Linked DNA regions of Mus musculus: region 2 is linked to region 1. The links are chromatin contacts, called in public promoter capture Hi-C maps. All regions are on one chromosome and are shown on one strand. The core of a region is the stretch at or near the end of the contact, and the rest is flanking DNA. Distances in the headings are between cores, read along the strand shown. Region 1 overlaps Pcid2 (PCI domain containing 2). Region 2 overlaps Tfdp1 (transcription factor Dp 1).

The links. Capture Hi-C pulls out chosen DNA fragments and counts their contacts.
Region 2: a promoter capture Hi-C map of pancreatic islet shows a contact between it and region 1. The contact joins two enhancer-like sites. A contact is called at or near these places in 1 of 484 Hi-C or Micro-C datasets (the G1E-ER4 cell line) and 2 of 9 other capture datasets (adipose tissue and pancreatic islet).

Annotation. Positions count from the first base shown.
Region 1 is chr8:13,083,500-13,088,426 of GRCm38.p6, forward strand. Pcid2 (PCI domain containing 2) reads right to left here. Exons shown (of 14, transcript NM_178708.3): 8 at 2,752-2,827; 9 at 1,824-1,965. Among named protein-coding and RNA genes, the nearest start is that of Pcid2, 19 kb to the right of the region's middle. Within about 2 kb of position 2,847, at least 2 of the 459 cell types and tissues checked have an H3K27ac peak or open chromatin away from gene starts, as enhancers often do. A contact at or near this core is called in pancreatic islet, where this site is marked.
Region 2 is chr8:13,370,153-13,375,283 of GRCm38.p6, forward strand. Tfdp1 (transcription factor Dp 1) reads left to right here. Exons shown (of 12, transcript NM_001291765.1): 6 at 329-494; 7 at 727-870; 8 at 1,200-1,268; 9 at 2,314-2,465; 10 at 2,784-2,950; 11 at 3,693-3,771. Among named protein-coding and RNA genes, the nearest start is that of Atp4b, 24 kb to the right of the region's middle. Within about 2 kb of position 3,244, at least 76 of the 459 cell types and tissues checked have an H3K27ac peak or open chromatin away from gene starts, as enhancers often do. A contact at or near this core is called in pancreatic islet, where this site is marked.

The DNA.
Region 1 (4,927 bases), core at 1,597-4,096:
AGAAAATGCTGAGTGGCAGTGTAAATACACCAACCCCAGCTACATCAGGGTGGCAGTGTGAACACACCAACCCCGGCTACATCAGGGTGGCAGTGTGAATACACCAACCCTGGCTACATCAGGGTGGCAGTGTGAATAAACCAACCCCGGCTATCTTATGGATCCCCAAGTATCACTGAGCTCTCTTAGGAACACCACATCAATGAGATGCCATCTTCAATGCTCCTAACTTAGGCTTTCTGTTTAAGATGAAAAGAGAAATGGGCAATGATCAAGGAAACCCCTTCTGTAGAAACTTGATCACCTACTAAAAACAAAGAAGAAAAGGAAACGAGGCTTGACTGCAAAGGAGCCTAAGCAGCCACCCCTCCGAAGCTACCCTCCTGCTATTTCCTGGGGAAGGGAGCGCATGGGCATCTTGATAATGCACGCTGCACTACTTTTGCTATTACACCTCACCACAGTCAGAATGGCTGCCATCATGAAATCTGTCATCAACTGACTTGGAGAGATAGCTAAGGGGTTAAAAGCCCATACTATTCTTCCAGAGGACCTGAGTTCAGTTCCAGGTTCTAGCACCTATATCTGGTAGCTCACAAATGCCTCTCACTATAGCTCCAGGAGATCTGAATCGTCTGGCCTCTATGAACAAGGCATGCAAATAACCCCTCTCCCAATACACATACATATAATTAACTCAAAAATAAAATAAATCTTAAAAAGTATTTTTTAAAAAAGATTTTAAACAAACATGAAAGATGATGTGGGGAAAGACAAACCCTTATTCACTGCTGGTGGGAGTGCAAATCAATGCTGCTATATGTAAATCGGTCTTAAAAGACAGAACTTTACCTGCTGCAGGCATTCCACACCTGGGCACACACCAGAGCCCTCTATGCCTATCACACAGATATCACACATCCAGGTTCACTGCTGCTCTACATACTATAGCAAGGATATGGAACAATCCAGACATCCATCAGCAGATGCAGAGAATAAAATGCACACAAACAGCATACTGTTCACTCGTTAGTTACACTTGCAAGGCACAGGGAGGCCACTCAGAACAGCAGCACTGGATACTACAGAAGGACAGACTGCGGGGGAGGGACACATGCGTCGTGAGAGGACAGCAAGCTAATGGCTTTCTAGTTCCAACTCTGTGGTAGCTAACCCACGTAAAAATGGGCGGGGAGAGCCAGCTCAGGTTGTCATCTGCCCTCTGTGCACCAGCCATGGCGCACACACACACACCAAAAAAATCACACCACACACATGCACACACACACACACACACACACATACACAAAATAATAAATTTCAAAAATACAATAAATCTAGGTGTGGTACCCCCTGTAATTCCAGGACACTCAGGAGCCTGAGGCCGGAGGATAACCATGAATTTGAGGATAGTCTAGGTTACATAGTGAATTCCAAGACAGCTTGTACTACAGAGTGAGACCCTGTCTCAAAAAACAAAGCAAAGAGGAGACTGGACAGATGACTAGGTAGTCAAAAGTGCTTCCTGCTTTTCCAAAGGACCCAAGTTCAGTTCCACCTGTAAGTCCTGCTCCAGGGGCTCAAACACCTTCTTCTGACTTCTGTGGGGACCTGCACAACACACACGGCATACATTCACATGGGGGTGCATGTGCATGCTCACTTGCTCGCGCGCTCTCTCTCTCTCTCTCTCACACACAATTTGGACTTGGATTATACATACGTCTCACCTTAATAAAATACAGTCTTATATTCTCTGCGACATCAATGTCAGTAAGGCAGAACACATCTTACCCAGACACGGAATAGTGTCATCACCGTACCTTGCTTGAAGTCACTGTCAAACATGGCCTTGCGCCCCACGTAGTACTTGTACGTGATCCTCTGCGCTGTGCTATAGTCATCTTTCAGATTCGAGCTGTCGATGGCTCTGATAAGAGGTTTACACAAATGGAGTTTGTTGATCTATAATAAAGAAGAAACCATTTAAAACATTCATAAGCAATATCAACAGAACAGGCAGACAAAAGGACAGACATGAACTTCTGGCTTACTTTTTTAATATAAATTTCAAAGTCATCAAAATTTCAATAAGAAACAAAAAACTACCTGGTACAGACAACATACAATGGAGAAGCTTGGACTCTGTAAGGGGAGCTAGCAAATGTCCAGGTAAACACCTGCACTCAGCCACACACTGGTGAGGACACACTAAATGTCCCATGAAGTGAAAGACAGATTCTCAGTGACGTGGGACGGGCTGCCCTGTGCCCACTTGTCTTTATGAAGCCAACTTGACTCCTTTGTTCATCCATATATCTATATATCCCCCTCGTTCCATAAAGTTGATATTACAACGCAGGACGAAGGCTCAAGTGGCCACATATACCCAGAGGCCGGCTCCATCACAAGGACCAGTTACCAAATGTTCAGGACTCCCGCCCCACACTCAGTGTGTGCTCACTCAAGAGCTCAGAGCGTGTGTCTGAAGGAGCTGCATTCCCACTAGCGATCCTAAATCACGTCTTCATGAACCTCCAGTTCTTACTGGCTTCTGTGGCACAGAATGCTGCGTGCTTTCTCCATGGAGCCCTGGCCCTCAGAAGGCACGGAATGACTAACAGCTGTTAGGATTGTTAATGTGGGCGTGGTCAGGATCTCTTCCTAACACATGTCAGAAGGCAAACTAAACCAGTAATTTACCTAGGCAGATAGAAAACAAGACTTTACAGAAACTCATGCAAAGCAAACCTTAAAGTAGATTTTAAATAGCTGGTTCACCAGGAACAGCATCCCCCACTTCTTAGAGTCTTCTATGCCGGCACGGCTACAGGAAGAGCAAACAAACATGATCAATTACAGAATAAACCGTTTGCCAGGACTAATTACTACTGTGAGAGAAAGCCTCAGCCAGAGTCATCAAAGAAAAGGTAAAGTTAAAGAGGAAAGAGCAGCTCTGCTCCCCCTGTCCCAGAGACAGCTGTGTCTTCTCCTGCCAGTCTCTTCCCTGACATGCAGTGGCAAAGGCCGGAGTGAATGGGTTTAGCCACAGCAGGCACCTGGTCACCAGAGCTGCCTTCCGTGCTGACTGTTGTGGATGTCGCTGCCATCAGTGACCCCCTCATTGACCTCAAGGTCTCCATGTCCCAGCACAACTCTATCCACAGCAAGTTCCATGGCACAGTCAAGACAGAACAGGAAACCTGTCATCAATGGGAAGGCCAGCTCCATCTTCCAGGAGTGAAATCCGGCCAACATCAGATGAGGCGGTGCTGGTGCCCACTGTGTTGTGGAGCTTACTGTGTCTTCACCATCATGGAGAATAGAGACAAAAGGTTATCCTATCTACCTTGTGCTGATGACCCTGTGACTGTGATAGGTGTGAACCGTGACAAGTAGGATAACTCTCTCAGCTTTGTTAGCAATGTCTCCTGCACCTCCACCTTGTTCAGCCCCGTCACGGACGGCTGAGGTCATCCACGCTATCACCGCCATCCACAAGACTGTGGACAGCCCCTCTGGAAAGCCGTGGTATACGGCTGAGGATACTCAGAGTATCATCCCTGGATTCACTGGTACTGCCAAGACTATGCGCGAGGTCACCCCAGAACCAACAGGTTGCTCAGGGGCAAGCATGGCCGTCTGTGTTCTTATCCCCGGTATGTCTGCTGTGGATCTGCTGTGCCACCTGAAGAAAGCTGACAAGGATGATGGCATCAAGAAGAAGGCCCACTGAAGGGCATCCCAGGCTACAGTGAGAACCAGGCTGTCTCCTGTGACTTTAACAGTGAAACCCACCGTTTTACCTTGGATGCTGGGGCTGGCATTTCTCTCAATGACAACTCTGTAAAGATCATTTCTTGGTATGACAACAAACAACACTACAGCAACAGGGTGGTGGACCTCACGGCCTGCATGTCCTCCAAGAGCAAGAAGACCTGGACCACTTTCCCCAGAAAGAACGGAGAGGAAGAGAGGGACCTCAGCTGTTGAGGCGTCCTTGTCCCAAGTCAGCTCCCTACCCTGAGTATCTGCCCTCACGGCTTCTAGCTCAGAATCCAGAGACAAAGGGCCCTTGGGAGTCTATTCTCTTGAACACCATCAGTGAAGTTTACTACAGCTGCCAAGAGAAGAAAAAGCAGCCCCAGAATTCTAACCCCGTTAAACAACTGCAGGCCCTCTGCAGCATTAGCAAAACTCTATAGGTGGAGATTGATAGGAGGCATTTTTGGAAGAACATTTTTTTTTCCTAGCAACAGCACCACAAAAATCCTCTGTAAACACATAAGGAGGAGCCCAAGGAGGGAGTCACAGAGAGTGACAAACCCTCTGCAGAAGCTCTCACAGGTGACCTTACGGTAAATAACAACTGAGTGGCCCTGGTGAAGAAACGCCAGGACACTGCTGACCAGGCCCTACCAAAGGCGCCAACGTCAAACTCAGCACAGCAGGGTCTGTGTGGTTCTGAAGGTCTACTTCACCCCAAAAGTCAAACAGGAACTTGGAGTCCTTGGAGGAAAATGTGTATAAAAATGTGCTTTTTCTAAAAAAAGGATGAAGAGAAATATTGAGATAATTTGACAAATGGACAGGGAGAAGACACAGACAAGAACAAGCGTAATAAACTCACAGAAGTGGTAGTTAGAGGTCGTCCTATAAAATTACCTCAATTCTGCTGAATATTTGTAGATGTTCATGATAAAACATTGGGAAAACAAAACTCAGAGTTGAATTAGTTCTGTGACTCCCCTCCAAGTAGTCCCTGACTGCAGGGGTGCTGGACCAGTGGCAGCTTCTGGGAACATGGGACTCAGAGCTCAAACTCAGGACACAGCAGAAACTGCAGGGTACTCATGGCAGGGAAGTGAACTGTCTCCAATGACACTGGTGTAAATGCTGTCCGCTGTCCACAGAACAAGGCCTGCTC
Region 2 (5,131 bases), core at 1,994-4,493, 290 kb after region 1:
CGTGCTCTGATGCCAGCAGACGCCTTTAGAACAGTGGTGCCTAGTGTGTGGTCCGGATCAGACCCATGCTGATTTCTGCCCTTCGGATGTCTGTCCATCTTCCCTGACATTTAAAGGCACAGGTGTGTGAACTGGCCTCATACATGTTCTTTTCTGACCTGAGAAACATTGATACTTGCCAATGTCCTTGATATATTAGGGCGGAGTCCCTGCTGCCTATGGTGGGGCTGTGGGAAAAATGGGCCTCTGCAGCCTAGGCCTTCTCTGAAAGTGACTTTGCTTCTGGCTCCCGTGACTACTAACGGTATCTGTTTTTCTGGTGTTTAAGGAAGCGGAACAGGAAGGGCGAGAAGAATGGCAAGGGCCTGCGGCATTTCTCCATGAAGGTGTGTGAGAAGGTGCAGAGGAAAGGAACCACCTCCTACAATGAGGTGGCTGACGAGCTGGTGGCAGAGTTCAGCGCTGCCGACAACCACATTCTACCAAACGAATCAGTAAGTGTTCTGGCAAGACATGGGGCTTGACTTGCAGCCACTCAGTATAGCGTGGTTCAGCCTGTCAAGCTGAGGCAGTGATGGGGGCTAGGAAACCCTCAGGTTTAAGGCATGAAGCAGGACAGAGTGGGTGGGCCAGGAAAATCCCCTCGGGACATGCTCGTGGTATGAACCTCAGGTGTGAATTTCCAAGCCATTGGATCACCAAGGAGGCTGTTGCTCTGTCGTCTAGGCTTATGACCAGAAGAACATCCGGCGGCGTGTCTACGATGCCTTAAATGTGCTAATGGCCATGAACATCATCTCCAAGGAGAAGAAGGAGATCAAATGGATCGGCCTGCCCACCAACTCAGCTCAGGAGTGCCAGAACTTAGAGGTGCACTGCCTAAGCAGGCGTCCATTGTCCTTGGTCACTTGAGAGAGCTATACCAGGTGGCTGAGTGGATGCGATGATGCATTTAGTAGTCCCTGTTACAAGACAGTTTTTAATGTGTGTGTGTGTGTGTGTGTGTGTGTGTGTGTGTGTGTGTGTAAGAAAGGAAAGGGTCAGCGTGCTGTGGAAGTTACAGGAACACTGGTCTTCATCTAGAGCTTCGGCTGTGTCTGTACACGGTAGCTGTGCTCTTGGTGAAAGTGCCCATGGGCCTAGCAGAATGGGTTTGTCAGTGTGCGTGCTGAGTGTCCCTCCTCACTGTGTGTCTGCAGGTAGAGAGGCAGAGGAGGCTGGAGAGGATCAAACAGAAGCAGTCACAGCTCCAGGAGCTCATCCTGCAGGTACGGCCTTTTTGAGCGTCCCCATGTCCTCCTTGGAAACAGGCTGTTGGCCACACGGGCCTTGTTCTCAGAGAGGCTTGACTGAGCATAAGCTCCTTGGCGTGACATCCAATGCACCAGGCATGTCACGCACTCTGTAGATGTTGGGCTTCATTGGTTACTGCCCAGGGAAAGCATGGTGGTTAAGGTTGTCCGTGTTCATGTGAAGTGGCCCTGGGAGTTGGACTTCTCGTAAGAGACCTGGGGATTCAGTGAAGTTAGTGTGTGCAGGGCTCATGGCAGAGCAGATTGAGATGTGCTAGAACCTTCCAGAAAGCGTAGCCATGGTACTGTGGGGTGACTGGCCACCAGCCTGAGGTGAGCATAGTATCCAGAGCGCCTGGTAGCCAGAGTGGGAGGTGCCAGCATCATCCCAGCCCCTCACCAGGCCTTGTTACCTGCCTGAAATGATGTGACGATGGAGGAATGGAGTTGGGGCCCGGTGACGGTGATGTGCTCTTCCTTCCTTCCTTCCCTGTGTGCTCAGCCTGAGGTTGCATGCGTGGCAGGGCTGGTTCAGGGTTCCAGGAAGATCCTGGCTTCAGAAGGGAGAAGAAGCTGGGTAGGCAGTGGCCCAACACACTCCCATTTCCTGCCCTCTCTTGCCTGTCCCCTGTCATGTGGAGAAGGGCCTCATACTGTGTAGACACATGTGTCTTTATGAGAGCATCTCCACTGTAGAGGGAGGAGTGTGGTCGGCAGGGTTAGATCAGAGTCTTGTGTCCATGTGGACTTCAGGACTGGACCATTGGCTCTGGGTTCATCCCTGCACAGCTGCAAAGAGGTCCTTCGTGTGCTACAAGGGTTAGCGTAGGACCGAGTGTCCTCTAGCAAGTCATTCATGTGACTGCTTTCCTGTGCTCCTTGTCCCCTATAGGCTGTGAGCAGATGCCACAGGCTGCTACAGGCCGACCTCTCAACACCCAGGTTCCCACTATCTGCAGGAAGGAAGGGATCATGTTACTGGTATTGACATCTATGGGGGGGCTGTGTTGGTCTTTTTCAGCAAATTGCCTTCAAGAACTTGGTGCAGAGAAATCGCCAAGCTGAGCAGCAGGCCCGCAGGCCGCCTCCTCCCAACTCTGTCATCCACTTGCCCTTCATCATTGTCAACACCAGCAGGAAGACAGTCATTGACTGCAGCATCTCCAATGACAAGTTCGTCCTCAGTGGGCCCTCTAAGTGCAGCTCCTCAGGGGAAGAAACAGATACTTGGTTATCAGGGTTCAGTCTTACGGCTGCTTAGTAACAGCAGCTATGGTCTCTGGTGGTCCTGGCACCCATGCCACGTGCAGGCAGCACTGTGTCCCAGCCCAGGGCCATCACTATGCAGTGACATGTCTTTCATTCCCTAGTTTGAACTGTTTTAGAGAAATTCAGTAGTTATGGGGTCTGGGATGGAGGGTGGGAGTGGGGGGTGGATTTACTGCCTGCTCTTGGAAGCTTCGTAATCCTCACAGTGCCTTTCCCCAACAGATTTGAGTATCTGTTTAACTTTGACAACACGTTTGAGATCCACGATGACATTGAGGTGCTCAAGCGCATGGGCATGGCATGTGGGCTGGAGTCTGGCAACTGCTCTGCTGAAGACCTCAAGGTGGCCAGAAGTTTGGTACCAAAAGCTCTAGAACCATACGTGACAGGTTAGTTGTGCCCTGTGGCTGGCCATCCTGAGTGCCTGGGTGTCTGCCGAGTGAGGATGGGAGATGACAGGCCTGCTGCCCTCCCTCCCAAGGCCATCGGTTGGTCCTTGGAGCCCAGCAGTCAGGGCAGCATGAGGCAGGGCTCTCAGTTCCCTGGGCTTCTAATTTGGTGACTTTGCTGAGTCATCAGGTCACGCTAGTCTTGTGATGAGTCATGAAAGATCCTGTCAACGGTCAAAAATGCATGATGTGTGCTTGCTTTCTGAGGCTGTCCCAGGTTGCATGAGCATCATCCTGTCCTGTGTAAGGCATTGCCCACACTGGAGCACTTGCAGGCCTGGGGCTTGGCCCGGGCTCTGCCTTGTAGCTGCATGAGTCTGAGGTGGAAGGTGCTATGCTGCCCGTTCATGCTCTTAGTCCCTGTTTCTACTCTCTGGTGCTACTGTACACAGAGCGGCACGGGGAAACTCCCGAGCAGACATGTGTGCTGCCTGGGACCCAGCCACCCCTGGTTCTCACACAGGGCAGGGAGAGCAAGCTGGCAGGCTATCCACAGAGCTCCCCCAAGCTCTGTCTGGTCATGCAGGCTTGCTTCTCTCTCACATTCTGGGTTTCAGGAGTTTTGTTTGGTCTCTGCCTCTGGCCGGCTCAGAGATCTGTCTCACAGGTTATGAGGTTCAAGGCAGGTGCCACCACATTTGACTGCCCAGTTTTATTATTATCTGCTTCTGTCTCTTTTCAGAAATGGCTCAGGGATCCATTGGTGGAGTATTCGTCACGACAACAGGTTCTACATCCAATGGCACAAGGCTTTCTGCCAGGTGACAGCAGCTGGGGGTGGGGCAGCCTTACTGTGTTTCAGATAGGCTGAACTGAGCTTGGCCCAGGTAATTGTCTGCTCAGGCAAGGGAACACAGTGCTTGTCCCCATAAAATGATCCCACAGCACCCTCCGCCCCCAATTAAGTAATTCATGGTTTTTACTTTTTAAAAAGTGTTAACACAGTAAAGGGGGGGGGGGCGCAAACCTACCTGTGTTCACTGTCGTTGGCAGGGAAAGTGACAAGGGTGCTTTTGGTTTGGTTTGGTTTGGTTTGGTTTTTTTTAGATAGAGTTTGTCTGTGTGGCCCACACAGTCCTGGAGCTTGCTCTGTAGACCAGGCTGGCCTCACACTCAGAGATCCACCTGCCTCTGCCGGGATTAAAGGTGTGTGCCACCACGGCCTGACTGGTTTTGTTTTGTTTTTAATGGCTCTTTACTTGTTTTCTTAAGATGTGTCTCACCGTACAGTGTGTGTACAGTTTTATTTTCTGCTTCTATATACTTGACATTTCTAAAGAAATCTTTTATTGTTACTATTTGTGTGTGATGTATGTGGGCAAATGTGGAGGTCAGAAGAGGCCTGTGTGCGTGTGGTTCGCTCCCACCTTTACATGGTTCCAAGGATCACACTCTGGTTTCTAGGCTTGTGTGGCCCAGGTTTAAAACCTGTTTCATGTGTGATGTGAGTGTGGGCGTGCACATGGTGTACCTGTGGAGGTCAGAGGGCGTGGGATCCTGGGATGGAACTCAGGTCAGCCTAGCAGGTGGTGGTACTCACCCTTTTTTTATTTTTTAGTTAAGACAGCCTCACTCCACAACCAGGCCAGGTCTTGCCATTCCCTTGTCTCAGTCTCCTTTATAGTTTATTTTTAAAAAGTGTTTTATTCAATTTTTATACACTTGTGTAATGTATTGTGACCAAATCTACCCTTATTCCCTCCTCCAACTCTCCTTGTTCTCACTGTCGCTGTCCACCCCCCACCCCCGGTCTGTGTAGTGTTGTCAGTATGTGCAGGGTGTCTATTGGCGCTTGGTGGCCGCTTAGGGCCCACATCCATGAACAAGACTGACTTCCTTCCCCAGCAGCTTTCAGTTACCCGGAGCTCCTCAGCTTCATGTGCTGCCTTCCTGCTTGCTGTGGTGGTGGTGGTGGTGGTGGTGGTGGTGGTGGTAGTGCGCGCGCGCGAGTGCATGCGTGTGTAAAACAGTGTTCCTCACTGATTGGCTAAGCTGGCTAACAGGCTTCCTCTGGCCTCCTGGTTCTAGGTTATGAGAAGATACTGCCAAGTGTAACTTTCTTTAAATTTGTGCAGCGTATTCGTATTTCGTCTACATGAATCTTTGCATACCATGTGTGTA